2 separate regions of the Mus musculus genome follow, and region 2 is linked to region 1. The links are chromatin contacts, called in public promoter capture Hi-C maps. All regions are on one chromosome and are shown on one strand. Each heading gives the region's core, a stretch centred on a gene start, on an enhancer-like site or on the middle of the called end of the contact. The rest is flanking DNA. Distances are from core to core; before and after follow the strand shown.

Region 1 (6,540 bases), core at 2,004-4,503:
GGATCTTTACTCATTGTTTATCATGAAGAACTCCAAAAAAAATGTCCTGACCCCTATAGTTCCTTCCCTACCTTTCCCAGTATCTGATGTCCTAGGGAGGCAGTGGGTTTCAAGTACATACTTTGGAATCAAACCACTGAGACTGCAACCTGAACTATGCCTACTAACTTTTTTTTGTTTTTAATTTTTTTGGTTTTTCGAGACAGGGTTTCTCTGTATAGTTCTGGCTGTCCTGGAACTCACTCTGAAGACCAGGCTGGCCTCGAACTCAGAAATCCGCCTGCCTCTGTCTCCCGAGTGCTGGGATTAAAGGCGTGTGCCACCATGCCTGGCTGCCTCCTACTAATTTATAAAACCTCGTTATCAATGAAGGTTGAGGTGGAGTGGGGGAGGGGGGAAGTTGAGGTGGGGGTGGGGCACACCTTTAACCCCAACACTAGTGAAGCAGTGGCAGGCCCATCTTTGAGGCCAGCTACACAGAGACCCTATGTTGAAAAACAAAACAAGCAACCACAACAAAACCACTGACTATGTCAATGTCCCTTTGCCTCAGTTTCCACTTTTGTAAAATGGGAATAATGGGAGTTACTCTTGAAGTTGTTGGGAATACAGTGAAAAATGTAGAGAGAAAATAGTACAGAGAGAGAAGTGGTCTCCTTGAGGATGGGTATTTAGGATAGAATCTTGTATCCCCAGCCAGCTTTAAAATCCAGACACTCCTAGCTCAGCCCACTGAGGACCAGCTGCCTGGATTGAGGCCTGAGTTACTTCTACACCTAATTTAGCAGTCTGTCTTCACTCCTTTTTATTTACGTATTTATTTAGTTTTTTTTTTTTCTGACACAGGCTCACTCTATGTGGCCCTGATTGTCTTGGGACTTGTTATGTAAACCAGGCTGGCTTTGAACACATTATTTTTAAATGCTGATAAAGATCTCACTTTATACATAGCCCAGGTGGCCCTGGAATTCACTATGTAATTCAGGCCAACCTCCAACTTGTGGTGGTCCTCCCAAGTGCTGGGATTTCAGGCTTCTGTGTTTAATCTTGTTGGTTTTGCAGAAAACATCCAAATTTTGTTTACTTTTTTCTCTCTCAGTAGTTACGAGGACACCAGCTAGGTTGTGAAACTGGACCAGGCTTGACATCTAAGGGACCACTTGCCTAGTTTATAGTAAGTGTACCTCCATGTTCCCAGATTGCAGTGAGGAGGGGTCATGCCTCACCACCCAGCCTTGGATTCCAGTCTGAATTCTCCCTGGGAACAAAACAAAGAAAAACACTCTGAAGTTTCTTAGGCTCAAGCATTCCTCAACTGAGGTTGTTGGCCTTTTGTCGCTAAAATGGCACAGCACCTGGTGTCCCCCAATGATACTTTTTTCCCCCGTTATCAGGGACTGAACCTAGGAACACGTGCTGAACTACTTTAGCTCCTGAATAAGCTTTTTTTTTTCCTTTTTCTAAACAGATTTATACTAACTAGTACACCAGTTTCACACTACCGATGTGCCTCAGTTCCTGTAGTCAGCTTAGGTGAGATACTGCACTAGGGCTGGGTTAACAGAATAACAGAATAACTAAATTGCAGATTCAAGATGCCGGGAGAGGGCGCTTTGCAGTCCCTCGCCTCAGACTCTAGTGATGTTCGGCGGCCCTTTAACAGCCTCTTCCTGGAAGCAAGCTTTAGGTCCCAGAGCTGGCCTTCTCCGGGTCCATCTGCCAGCTAATATTTAACCCGGCAGCACTGCGACATTATCCACACAGGGGAAATGGGGGTGGGGGGGCATTATCCCCGCCTTACTCCTGGTGAACCGACCTCTTCCTAAATCCCTTTCATGTATTAAAAGATCATAAGAATCTAATATGTGTCTTCGTTCAAACCGAAGCACCCATCATGACTACATAATCAGTTAAGAGCACTGACTACGTATCCATTTGATCACCACATCAGGAGCACCAATTATGTGCCTACCTTCGCACCAGACCAGGAGCGTGTGCCAAGAGCAGTGCCTGGGAATGGGGATGCCCCATGATCAAGATTCATGTCTTGATGTGGCTCTGGCGCAGACCGAGGCATCAAATGCCCGAATAACAGATTTCCAACCCGGAGTCAGTACTTCACCTACTGGTGATGCTGACTTTGAAGTGCCTTTTCGTTTCCTGAGTTCAAGTCCAACTTCGGATCAGGAGGGCTGTCTTTTTGAACTGAGATTTGTCACCAGACAGGTAAAAAGATATTAGGCGTGGACTCAAGACTCGCCCAAAGAAAACACTAAAGAACGCCAAGTCTGAGCTTCCCAGGAAAAGGTGGGAAACAGCTTGGCTGCGGTGTGCAAGCGTTACTGACTTACATCCACTTTTCAGTGACCAACTCATTGAACTTACTGACGCCAAGTGCGATGACCCCGGCGGCGCTCAGATTAGGGGACCCAGGTTGTCCAGGCGGATGTCACCAAGATAACGGAATCCTGGATTGGTTGTGCCAGGCCTTGTGCTTATTTCACCAGGAGGGCAACTGAGGCTGAAGACAAGGCAAAGCTGGAAGAGAGAAGCGTGGCCTCGAACCTGTCGGAATTGAAAGGCCTTTGCCTGCGCGGTCCTGGATCTGGACTGGGCGGGGAAATCAGGGCCTTCCAAGAGGCATTTCTATCACCTCCGCGGCAGCCAAGGGCCGCGGGGGCCCTGGCCAAGGTGACCCCGCAGGGGGAGGCGAGGGTCCCCGCCCCTCGCCCGCTGCGGCCGCCTCCATCTTCCCGGTCCTTGGGGCTTTTCCTCCTGGCCGGTTCGCCCGCCCCTCTCCCAGGCTTCCCCCAGGGGCGGGATATCTCGCCCTGCCCCCCGCCCCCCAGGCCTTGTCCTAGCGCTGCCCTCGGGCTGGGGGCGGGACCGCGGCAGGCGGGGATGGGGGGGGGGGGAGTCGAGGAGGACGCGCGTCTCTGCCGTGGCGGGGCTCCCTCCTTCGCTCCCCCTTCCCTCCGGTGCCCGCTCCTGCGGCCGTCCGCTCTCCTCCCCTCCCCGGGCCCAGCCTCCCCCCACCCCCACCCTCCACCCCCCGCGCACGCTCCGTCTGGCAGCTGGCGCTCCGGGCCTGGGGCCGCAGTAGTGAGAGGGGTTTGTAGGGAGGGCGGGAGCGAGCGAGCGAGCCGCGAGGGAGGGAGGGAGGGAGGCCGCCCCCCGCGCCCCTCCTCTTCGCCCTCCTCCAAGGCCGCCAGTCCCTCCTCCCACCCCCTCCCTCCTCTCCTCTCCTCCCTCCCTTGCAAAGACATCCCCGCACAGCCCGGCCGCCGCGGCCACCTTCCCTGCCCCGAGCTGCAGATGTGGCGGAGCGGCCGGGTGCCGCGCGGCGCCAGGGGAGCCCGTGCCCCGTAAGCCTCGCGCCCCGGCCCCCGCCCGCCCCGGCCCTCCCCCTCGCCCGCTCCCCGCTGCCCCAGGACCGCCGGAACCCGCAGCCGGAGCCAGTCAGCCCGGCAGCCGAGGTAGGAAGCCCCCGGGCGTCGCGCCGGGAGGACGCGGGCTGGGCCAGGGACTTGCCTGGTGCGCGGGGCAGCGTAACCAGAGGGTCGCCTCCCCCTCCCGCGTCCGCGCCTTGCTCCGGGCCATTGTGAGCCCTCGCTGAGGCCCCTGCGCTCGTTGGTTTTGCGCTCTCCCTTTCTCGCCGGCTCCCTGGCTGGGTCCTTCGATTTCACCGTCTTTTTTCTCTTTCCTTCCCTCCTTCTGTTTGGGGGCCGAGCTGAACTGTGGCCCGGCCCGGGGCGGGCGCAAACTTCACTGGGGAAGTTGGGCGTCTTCAGTAGGGGTGCTCTGCGAGGTGAGAGGGGGCCACCCGAAGCCTGGGCATGAAGTTGTATGGGGCATCTGGCAGCCACCTTTGCTCACCGGTGAGCTCGGGTTATTTGGAAGGTACCCTCCCTTTCTGGGTAAAGTCCTGCTCTCACTACCCTTAACAAGCCTTGGGGGAGGCAGAGAGGGGGGCGTCCCTTGATTCAGCACTAGGAGTTGGAATATTGTGTAGCCTTTGGTCCACTCCTGAAGGGTGGATGGAAGCAGGTGAGGGACCTGGCTGGATGGAGAGGGTGAGTGATTGCATCCTCAGGATGGGTCTGGAAAAGAGGTGACGAGGCAGGTGCATCCCCCTCCTACCAGGATGATGCTTGCACCTCCCCGCAGGCCCCCTAGGATGGGGCTGGAATCCAGGCTGGCACCTGGACGCCTTGGCACACTGCCCTACCCAGTGGGATACTCAGGCCACAGCAGGGCAGCATGCTGCCTGTCTGCCTACCCAGGAGGGCCCGCCCAGCCCAGCCAGAGGGTGGCGGGGAAGCACTGGTTGCAGGGAGTTGCCCAGCCCTGCCCTGGGGCCTGGGAAGCTGGAAGGGATGCTGGGAGGAGCCCTGGGCCCCCAGCCATCAGGGCCCAAGATCTTGGCTCTAGAGGGAATGCTTGACACCAAGGGGGCAGTCAGGCTAGCCAGTGGCCCTACCAAGACTTGAGCTCCCATGGGTCTGGCCAGGGCTAGGGCCTGCGTCTTGGGCTTCGGTGGCAGGCACCCTGCACGGCTGTCTCCCTGTTGTCCTGGCACCCAGGAAGGAAGGTGGGGTTGAGCCATGGCTAGGGAGACAACTGCTATCTTAGCTAGCTTTCTGAAGCCCCTAGGCTCAGGGAATGTAAAACTGTCCCCTTCAGTGTGCCCAGCTCTCCCCAGGCCCTGCTCTGGTGGCACAGTACCACAGCTGTCCCAGCCCCAGCCCACACATCCCTCTCTAGTGACCTCAGAGCCCTCTCTCTCTTTTCTTCCCTCTGGGCTCAGGCTGGGCCTCTCAGCTGGCCCTGGCTTGCACTGGGGGAGGGGTCTCCTAAGACACCCTTTGCTGAACTGCCGTCTAGCTCATTTCAGGATCCAGTCCCAGTGTAATATGTCCCTGTCTGCCATCAGTCAAGCAGGAGGCAGTGCCAGGCTGTGGTTTTGTGGGGTGGGGAACCCTTGGAAGTAGCCCTGTGTCTTTAGCCTTTCCCCCCTCCCCCTTCTTTCCGGAGCTACCATTAGTGCTGACCCCCTGACCCCCTATGCCTGCCTGTCCTTCCCTGTCTGTGACCCCTGACCTTTGGTGTTAAATCCCTCCAGCTGGGTCTCTCCAGCCTCAGAGTGACCCTAGCCCAGGCCCCCTGGGGCAATCTGGCTCTTGGCTCTCTATGCGGGGACACCTGCCAGCCCTCCCTCCTAGATTGGGGGTGGGTGGGAAGCCAGACAATGAGTCACCCCACTTCCAGGCACTGCTGCTTTGGGGGTCACTGGCCGTTAAGGGACTTGCTGGATCCAGGACACAATTTGTGTGTAGGGCATATGGGGGAAAGCTCTTGGCCAAGAAACCCTTTTTTTGTGTCTTGGGTTCAAATCTTGGCACAACCATCAGCATTTGAGTGTTGCTTGGCCTGACTCTTCCCCTGTCCAGGCCTCAGTTTCCTCATCTGTAAAACTTAGGGTCAGGCAAGGTGAGATAGCTGAGTCCTAAGATGAGGCTGGCCTGTGGGTGGGGGCAGGGAGAAAGGATATGTCCAACAAAAGCCAACTCTCAATTATCCGTGGGTGGAGCCAGCATGAATAACTGGATGCCACAGACATCCCAAAACCTCATTTTAAACAATAGTGGAAACCTCTTTCCGCAAAGCTTTTGTTTCTGAAAAACTCAGCTGCAAAAGGGTACTTGTAGTCATTTCTTCTTTAGCCCTCTTTGCTTAGTGTGAGTGTGAGTGAGGGGCTAGAGGGCAAATTGGACACAAGACAGACAAAAGTCTGCCAGGGCCACTTCTCAGGACCCGGAGGGAAGCTGGACCTCACCTCTGCATCTCAGGCTGTCTTCCAAGGCTGGTTCAGCCTTGGCCCTGTGTAGTGGGAGGGTGCACTGGCCACCTAAATTGTTCCAGGGTCTGTGCTGGCTTTGGCGTGGAGGGAAGAATGTGGTTTTCCCATGCACATTTCCGTCTCCCCAGCTGGACTCTCCTGGAATCTGAATTTCCCACTTATGGGAGAGGGCGGTGCCAGTGCTGGGCAGGGTTTGGGGCAATCCCAGAATGAGGGAGGAGAAGGGTAACAGCTGTGGCTAGGGGACCAGATGTTGAGGCTGGGGCCTGCAATTCTGCTCTTGGGGAGGCATTTGGGGTGCGCGCGCGTGTGTGTGTGTGTGTGTGTGTGTGTGTGTGTGTGTGTGTGTGCATGTGCTATGTTGCTCCTGGCTTGATCCCCCTTGGGCCTTGTACCCAGTTGGGAAATTTGGATTCCAGAGGAGAGACTCTCTCAGTCAGGGCTGAGTGAGCCTTTCCCAAGGCTATCCCTGAATCCCTTCACTGGTCATCAATGGTTGTCACTTGGAGGCCATCCTTACTGAGTGGGAGGGCCCTTTCTCTTTTCAAGGATGGTGGGGACCCTATGGCTGGTATGGGTGTGTGCTAAGCAATGAGGTACCCTCTCTTATCAGACACAAGGGTCTCTGGGTGGAGATAGAGCATTTGGGTTCTCCAACCTCTGCCTAGAAGTCTCTTCCC
Region 2 (6,540 bases), core at 2,085-4,584, 320 kb before region 1:
ATCTAACCTGCACTGTTCACTTTAAAAAGAGCCACTTTGGGTTTTGGGGATGGCTTAGAGGGCAAAGGCACTTGCCACCCAAGCCTTATGTCCTAAGTTCAGTCCCTGGGACACACACACACACACACACACACACACACATTCGTACAAGAACATGCATTCACAAATATACAAAGAGATTAACCTAATATTTTCTAAAAAGACATTTTATGAACTACAGGCTTCAGCTTTATTAATCCTGGAGCAGAGAGACAAGAACATGCAGCTCTGCCCAGGCTTCACTGAGAATACTTTTGTTCAGCATTAAGCTTTAGTATGTGAGCCAGCCACGTACACTGAGCAGTGTGAGGAATTTAAGCCACAGGCTTATTCTTGGCTTACTTCCAAGAAACCACAGCAGTTGGGAATATCTGTGTCCAGAGGCAGTCCTGCAGGAGCTCTTCCTGAGACATGGGATGTGGGATTCTCATGTGGAGGAAACAAAGGGCCCCAGCTCTGTTCCCTACCCTGGGGCACAGGCAGGGAAGAACTCTTGGTCTGACTGTACACTGGCCTTGGCTCCCCTTTATTGGCCTTTCTGTATAGGACACTTTGCAGGCTAGCAAATTTAAGAGCTTTTTGTTCCTTTTGGTTTTCTGGACTGGGTTTTGCTCTGCAGATCAGGTGAATCTTTCTTTTCCTCCCAAAATAGATTTTCTTTGTGTAGTCCTGGCTGTCCTGGAACTTGCTCTGTAGACCAGGCTGGCTTCAAACTCACAGATATCCTCCTGCCTCTGCCTCTGGAGTGCTAGGATTACAGGCATGTGGCACCATCGCCTGGCATCAGGCTAATCTTAAAAGCACCATGAAGCTCAGCCTTGAGCTCCACCTGCTGCTACCGCCCAAGTGCTGGTGTTACAGGTGCTCATCATCATGCCTGGCTCAGCTTTGTATCTGTTGTCTTGAGCTCAATGTGGGTTCTGGCCAGAAGGTGACACACAAACTCTCTTTGCTGTCTCTGGTTTCCCCACACCTCTGTCAGAGGTACAGCCACATTTTTCAGAGACAAGGACCATAAGGTCACCTGCTTCCCATGTTGTCTGCACTGGCGACAGCTCCTGCACAGCTGTAAGATGGCTGCCCACCCTCCCCAGGGGACCATGTTCTATGGCCCACCTTGCCTTCTTGAGGGCACGACTCTCTCCTTCCCTCCCTCCCTCCCTTTATCCGTCCATCCATCCAGTGTGGATGGTAAAATTGCACATGATGTCTCAGAACACAGTTATAACAGACTCTGGAACATTTCAGAACTGCTGCTGTAGTGAAGAGCCTGCTTCCAAAGCTGACCCTTGGGCTGGCATTTAGGATTCTCCTGATGAGACTTCAGTCCAGTAAGTCTCTTTGCACCAGGTTGGCTGTCCTAGTTAGGATTTCTATTGTTGCACTGAAACACCATGACTGAAAAAAAAGCCGGGAGGAAGGCGTTTATTTGCCTTACACTTCCACATCACTGTTCATCATCGAAGGAAGTCAGGACAGGAACTCAAGTGACAGGAACCTAGAGGCAGAAGCTGATGCAAAGGATGGAGGGATGTTGCTTACTGCTTTGTTCCTCATGGCTTACTCAAATTGCTTTCTTGTCAAACCCAGGACCACCAGCCCAGGGACAGCACCACCCATAATCACTGTGGTGGTTTGAATGCTTGGACCAGGGAGTGGCACTACTGGGAGGTGTGGCCTTGTTGGAGGAAGTTCATCACTGTAGGGGTGGTGCTCTCTGCAAGCTCTCTGCAGGGTGGAAGAGTGTTCCCCCTTCTGGCTACCTACAGAAGACAGTCTCCTTCTGGCTGCCTTCAGATCAAGATGTAGAACTCTCAGGTCCATGCACCACGCCTGCCTGGACGATGCCACGCTTCCTGCCTTGATAATGGACTGAACCTCTAAACCTGCAAGCCAGTCCCAATGAAATGTTTGCCTATATAAGAGTTGCCTTGATCATGGTGTCTGTTCACAGCAATAAAACCCAAACTAAGTCAATCTTTAATTAAGAAATTACAGGCTTACTACAATGAGATTTTATGAAGACTTTTTTTTTTAAATTGAGGTTCCCTCCTCTGAGATGACTTTAGCTGTGTTAATTTGACATAACACTATCCAGCACAGCTCCAAACATTTATCTCTAGACACATTCCAGGCCTGGGGTACCCTGGCTCTGCTCTTTGCATGGAACAAGACCCTCTGCCTTCCCAGAAAATTCATAAGGCTTTGAATCTTGTTGGGATGGTGGTTCTGGCCTCTTTGGGTCACCTAGGCCTCTGGCTAAAGAGGCCAGCAGCCTTCCTCTGGGATAGCCTTACAGCCATTGCTGGCTCCCCTGCAGGACTGCCTGTCTCCTCAGGGCTCACATGCTGGTATTTAACCTATCCCAACCTCCTTCCCAACCCCATAAAAACATTCTTGGGAGAAGGACCCTCAACTCTTATTTCCTAAATCACTTTAGGTCCTTTGTTCCTCGTTTAAGAAATCCAAAAGGTTCCACCTGTACCCAGCATGTTCTGGGTTGCCTTGCCGACTGTGGATGGACTGGGTCAGACCCCAGCACGCCATAGGATTAGCTTAACCTCTGCCTGGGTGTTGGGCTGTGTGCTCGGACTGTACCATTTCAGTGCTGGAGAACTTGCTTAGCATCAGGAGGCCCTGGGATCTATCCCAAGCACCACAGACTCAGAAGATAAATAATGGCACGGAGCAGCCTGCTCCTTGAGCTGGGGGTAAAGCTCTGGACTGCAGAGTGAGTGGAGGAGACACCTGAGGCCGGAGTTGTATTCAGAAGATGCAGACTAGAGGATGTATTTGCAAATTAGCTTCCATGTACACAGGAGTCGAGAGGCTGCCTTCTTGCTTCCCTTCCTCCCTCCAGTCTTCATTTCCTGCATGTTTTTCTTCCCTTTTTTGGACAGGGTCTCATCCTGTGGCCCAGGCTATTATCAAACTTGAAGGTTCTTCTGTCTCAGCTTCCTCAGGCGAGTACCACAGGCCTCAAGCCTCCATTCCCTCTTCCCCTCTCCTCCCTCCCTCCCCCTCCCTTCCTCCTCCTTCCCTCTCTGTAGTAAAATGAAGGGTCACCTCTATCTGGAAATGAGGGACAGCAGCTGAAGTGGACCTCTTTTGCTGGTCCCACCCTCTGTGTGACAAGCAAGCTGAGTGGCTTTATCACCCTCGGAAAGTCTTCACTGTCCCATCACCAGGGCTGACAGATTCTGTGAGGAGAAACACTTGGTCCATCCAGAGGAGAGGAAGCTCAAGTTGCCATGATTCATCGGCTTCAGAGCCAAGAGTTTTCGACATGATCAGAATTGTCTTTGGGGCCGGCCTGTGCTGGGTATGCGGAGGCCAAGGAGTTACTGGCAGAGAAACAAGAGCAAAATTAGCTAGTGTACTTTCAGTCTCTGGCTGCCTGCCAACATTTCCTTCCAATGTGAGTGTTCTTAGTTTCCTTCTGGAAGTTTTTGTCAGGTTTATTGCAAACGTAAGGGTGGTGAGTAGAGAGAAGCAAAGGGAGAGTTGCTGAGCTGGAAGGGACCCCTTTTAAACCAGCGCCCCAGAGCACCCCAGTGTGTGCGCTTTTCTGTAGAGACACCAGACTCCCTTTGTGCAAAACTGAATCCACGTCAGAGACAGCCATACTTTATGACCCAGCTGGGTCTCAATGCATGAGTGTTTATATGTGTGTTTAATAGGTCGGTGTATGTCCGATACATGTCAAGACCATTGAAAGCCACCAGTGGAAACATACGCAAGACAGATGGATGTCAAATTCACCAGACAATGAACACTCTAATGGATTTCATCAACATCCAATTTTGTAAAACTGTAAACTTTTGAAAACCATGAAATTAAAACAAATGCCTCACAATAGCATAAAAAAGCAACAAATTTGGTTGGGGGAAGAAGCTTCCTAGCAAAAATGATTCAGTAAATTTAAACCTGTATATGTATATGTATATGTATATGTATATGTATATGTATATGTATATGTATATGTATATGTATATAGATAACTTCCTGGATTTTGATGCTTACTCTCAAATCCCTCCCAGCTTTAAGAATTTATTAAATAAGACCTCTTCTTTTCTTTTTTTTATCTTAAATATTTATTTATTTAATGTGTGCAAGTACACTGTAGCTGTCTTCAGACACACCAGAAGAGGGCATCAATCCCATTACAGATGGTTGTGGGCCACATGTGGTTGCTGGGAATTGAATTCAGGAAAAGCAGCCAGTGCTCTTAACCACTGAGCCATCTCTCCAGCCCTCCTATTTTCAGAAAGGGCATTATGGCCCTGATCTACTGGCTGCCAGTTGACATATCTCCAGATGAGAAGAGACAGGGTGCTGCTGCTAGTTTCCAGTTACACAGGGAGGGGTCACCAGGTTGAAAAGTGACCCCTCCCACCGACAGGATACTATTTAAGGAGCAGATGTGGGGATGGGGTTGTGACTCAGTTAGTAGAGTGTCTAGCATGCAAGAAGGCTAGGGTTTGATCTCCAGCACTGCATAAATCAGGCATTGTGTGTGGCCCATGGATGGAGTCCCATCGAGAGGGCAGGAGGTGAAGAACATCCTTGGTTATATAGTAAGTCAGAATAGCTTAGAATGCGGTGAGAGAGGAAGGGAGGGAGAGGGGCGCGTGCAATTCTCCCTGATGGATAAACACATAGCCTCTTCCCCACTGAGCTAGAGCTTCCTGATTTACTCTTTTCTTTCTTCTTTTGCTTTTGCTTTATGAATCAGGGTTTTCTCTGTGTAGCCTTGGCTGTCATGGAACTATGTAGCCAAGCTGGCTTTGAGCTCAGATATCTACCCCACTCTGTCTCCCAAATGCCACCACTGCAAGACCACTCTTTTCTTTTTAAGAAAAGATTTATTTTTAATTATCTATACTACTTGTATAAGGGTATGTACATGTCAGTGCTGGAACCTTTGGCAGCCAGAGGTGTTGAGCATCCCTAGAGTGAGAGTTACAGGCATTACCTTGCGTGGGTCTTGGGAACTGAACTTGGGTCCTCTGGAAGTGAAGTATTCTTTTTTTAACTGCTGGGAGATCTTTCCAGTTTAGTTGAGTCTAGTCTAGTCTAGTCTGTTATTAAGGTAGGGTTTTTGTTGTTGGTTGTTGTTGTTGTTTTTGTCTTGTTTTGTTTTAATATTATGTTGCCCTTGGCTGGTTTAGAACCCAGGCTGGCCTTGAATTTATAGCAATCCTCCTGCCTCAGTCTCCCGAGCGCTGTGATTACAGAAAAATTTTTAACATGCCCAACTGGATTGTTTTCTTTCTAACTAGTTGTGCTAAGTTAGAACAGAATGGATAGAATGACAAATAAAACCGCCAGCTTTCTCCCAGAGAGGGTCTCTCTTTGCATTGCATTTGCTTACCATCGGTTCACACCTATGCTCAGTATTAAAAGCTACTTACCAGTCTGGGAACCTAACCTTGTTGCACCATGGAAAATAGTCTGACTCTTGGGCACCAAAGGTTGGTGACTCATTTTCAGGGTTTTCTTAAGAACTAGGGAACTGACTGTCACACTTGTATGTGAAGGGATTGGGAAACCCAGCCAGTGACTAAATACTTACATTGAATCAGTACTATTTTCGAAGCATTTTAAAATCCTGGACAAAATGAACCCTTTTCCTATTCCTGCTCAAAGTAGTCCCAAGCAAATAAGCCTCGGCTGACTCCTGTCTGCCCATGGTGTTAAGCAAGCTCCAGAGAAGCCAACTGAGCCCACACAGGCTGTGTCTTCTTCCTGGCTCTGCCTCTCTTCAGTTTATACAGCTTCCTGCTGAGAGAAAGGCCTCTGAAACTCACTCCTGCAGAGAGAACGTTGACTCTGAAAACTGGGAACCAGCTATGGATTCTGGACAATCAGGTGAGGGTGGCCCCACGGAAACAGGCTGGATCAAGTCTGTCTACTAGAAATGACTACCTCAGGGCCAAGTACCAGTGCCCTGAGTCCAAAGGCTTCCTCAAGCCCCCCAGGCCCAACAACTTGGTGAATTCAAATGCAGCAACCAACTGTGTCCCATAGTAGTTGTACTAAGTATACATGGACAGAGATTTGCCTATGAGTTGGTGTTGTGTTAATTAAGAAGGCATTTCAAGCCGGGGAGTGGTGGCTCACGCCTTTAATCCCAGCACTAGGGGAACAAAGGCAGCGGATTCCTGAGTTCAAGGCCAGCCTGGTCTACAGAGTGAGTTCCAGGACAGCCATGACTATACAGAGAAACCCTGTCTCGGGGGTGAAAAAAAAAGAAGACATTTCAAGATTCTTTTTTTTTTTTTTTTGGCTTTTTCGAGACAGGGTTTCTCTATAGCCCTGGCTGTCCTGGAACTCACTTTGTAGACCAGGCTGGCCTCGAACTCAGAAATCCACCTGCCTCTGCCTCCTGAGTGCTGGGATTAAAGGCGTGCGCCACCACGCCCGGCTCATTTCAAGATTCTTACAAGCAAATTGGCCAGTGTCTTCCACTATACACATTTTTCTATCTGAAACTGCTAT

Evidence for each region. Promoter capture Hi-C pulls out the DNA fragments that hold promoters and counts their contacts.
Region 2: a promoter capture Hi-C map of cranial neural crest shows a contact between it and region 1. The contact joins the enhancer-like site here to the promoter of Glis2 in region 1. A contact is called at or near these places in 9 of 39 promoter capture datasets (the 3T3-L1 cell line, the C10 cell line, cranial neural crest and 4 more) and 4 of 115 datasets of contacts at active chromatin or transcription factors (bone marrow-derived macrophages, craniofacial prominence and embryonic stem cells).

What each region holds. Positions count from the first base shown.
Region 1 is chr16:4,591,460-4,597,999 of GRCm38.p6, forward strand. Glis2 (GLIS family zinc finger 2) reads left to right here and starts at 3,254. Exons shown (of 7, transcript NM_031184.3): 1 at 3,254-3,476. D330022H12Rik (a long non-coding RNA gene) reads right to left here and starts at 2,796. Exons shown (of 2, transcript XR_875867.3): 1 at 1,973-2,796; 2 at 1-1,258.
Region 2 is chr16:4,270,732-4,277,271 of GRCm38.p6, forward strand. Gm36359 (a long non-coding RNA gene) reads right to left here. Exons shown (of 4, transcript XR_875865.2): 2 at 3,106-3,383. Among named protein-coding and RNA genes, the nearest start is that of Gm36359, 10 kb to the right of the region's middle. Within about 2 kb of position 3,335, at least 85 of the 459 cell types and tissues checked have an H3K27ac peak or open chromatin away from gene starts, as enhancers often do. A contact at or near this core is called in bone marrow-derived macrophages, where this site is marked.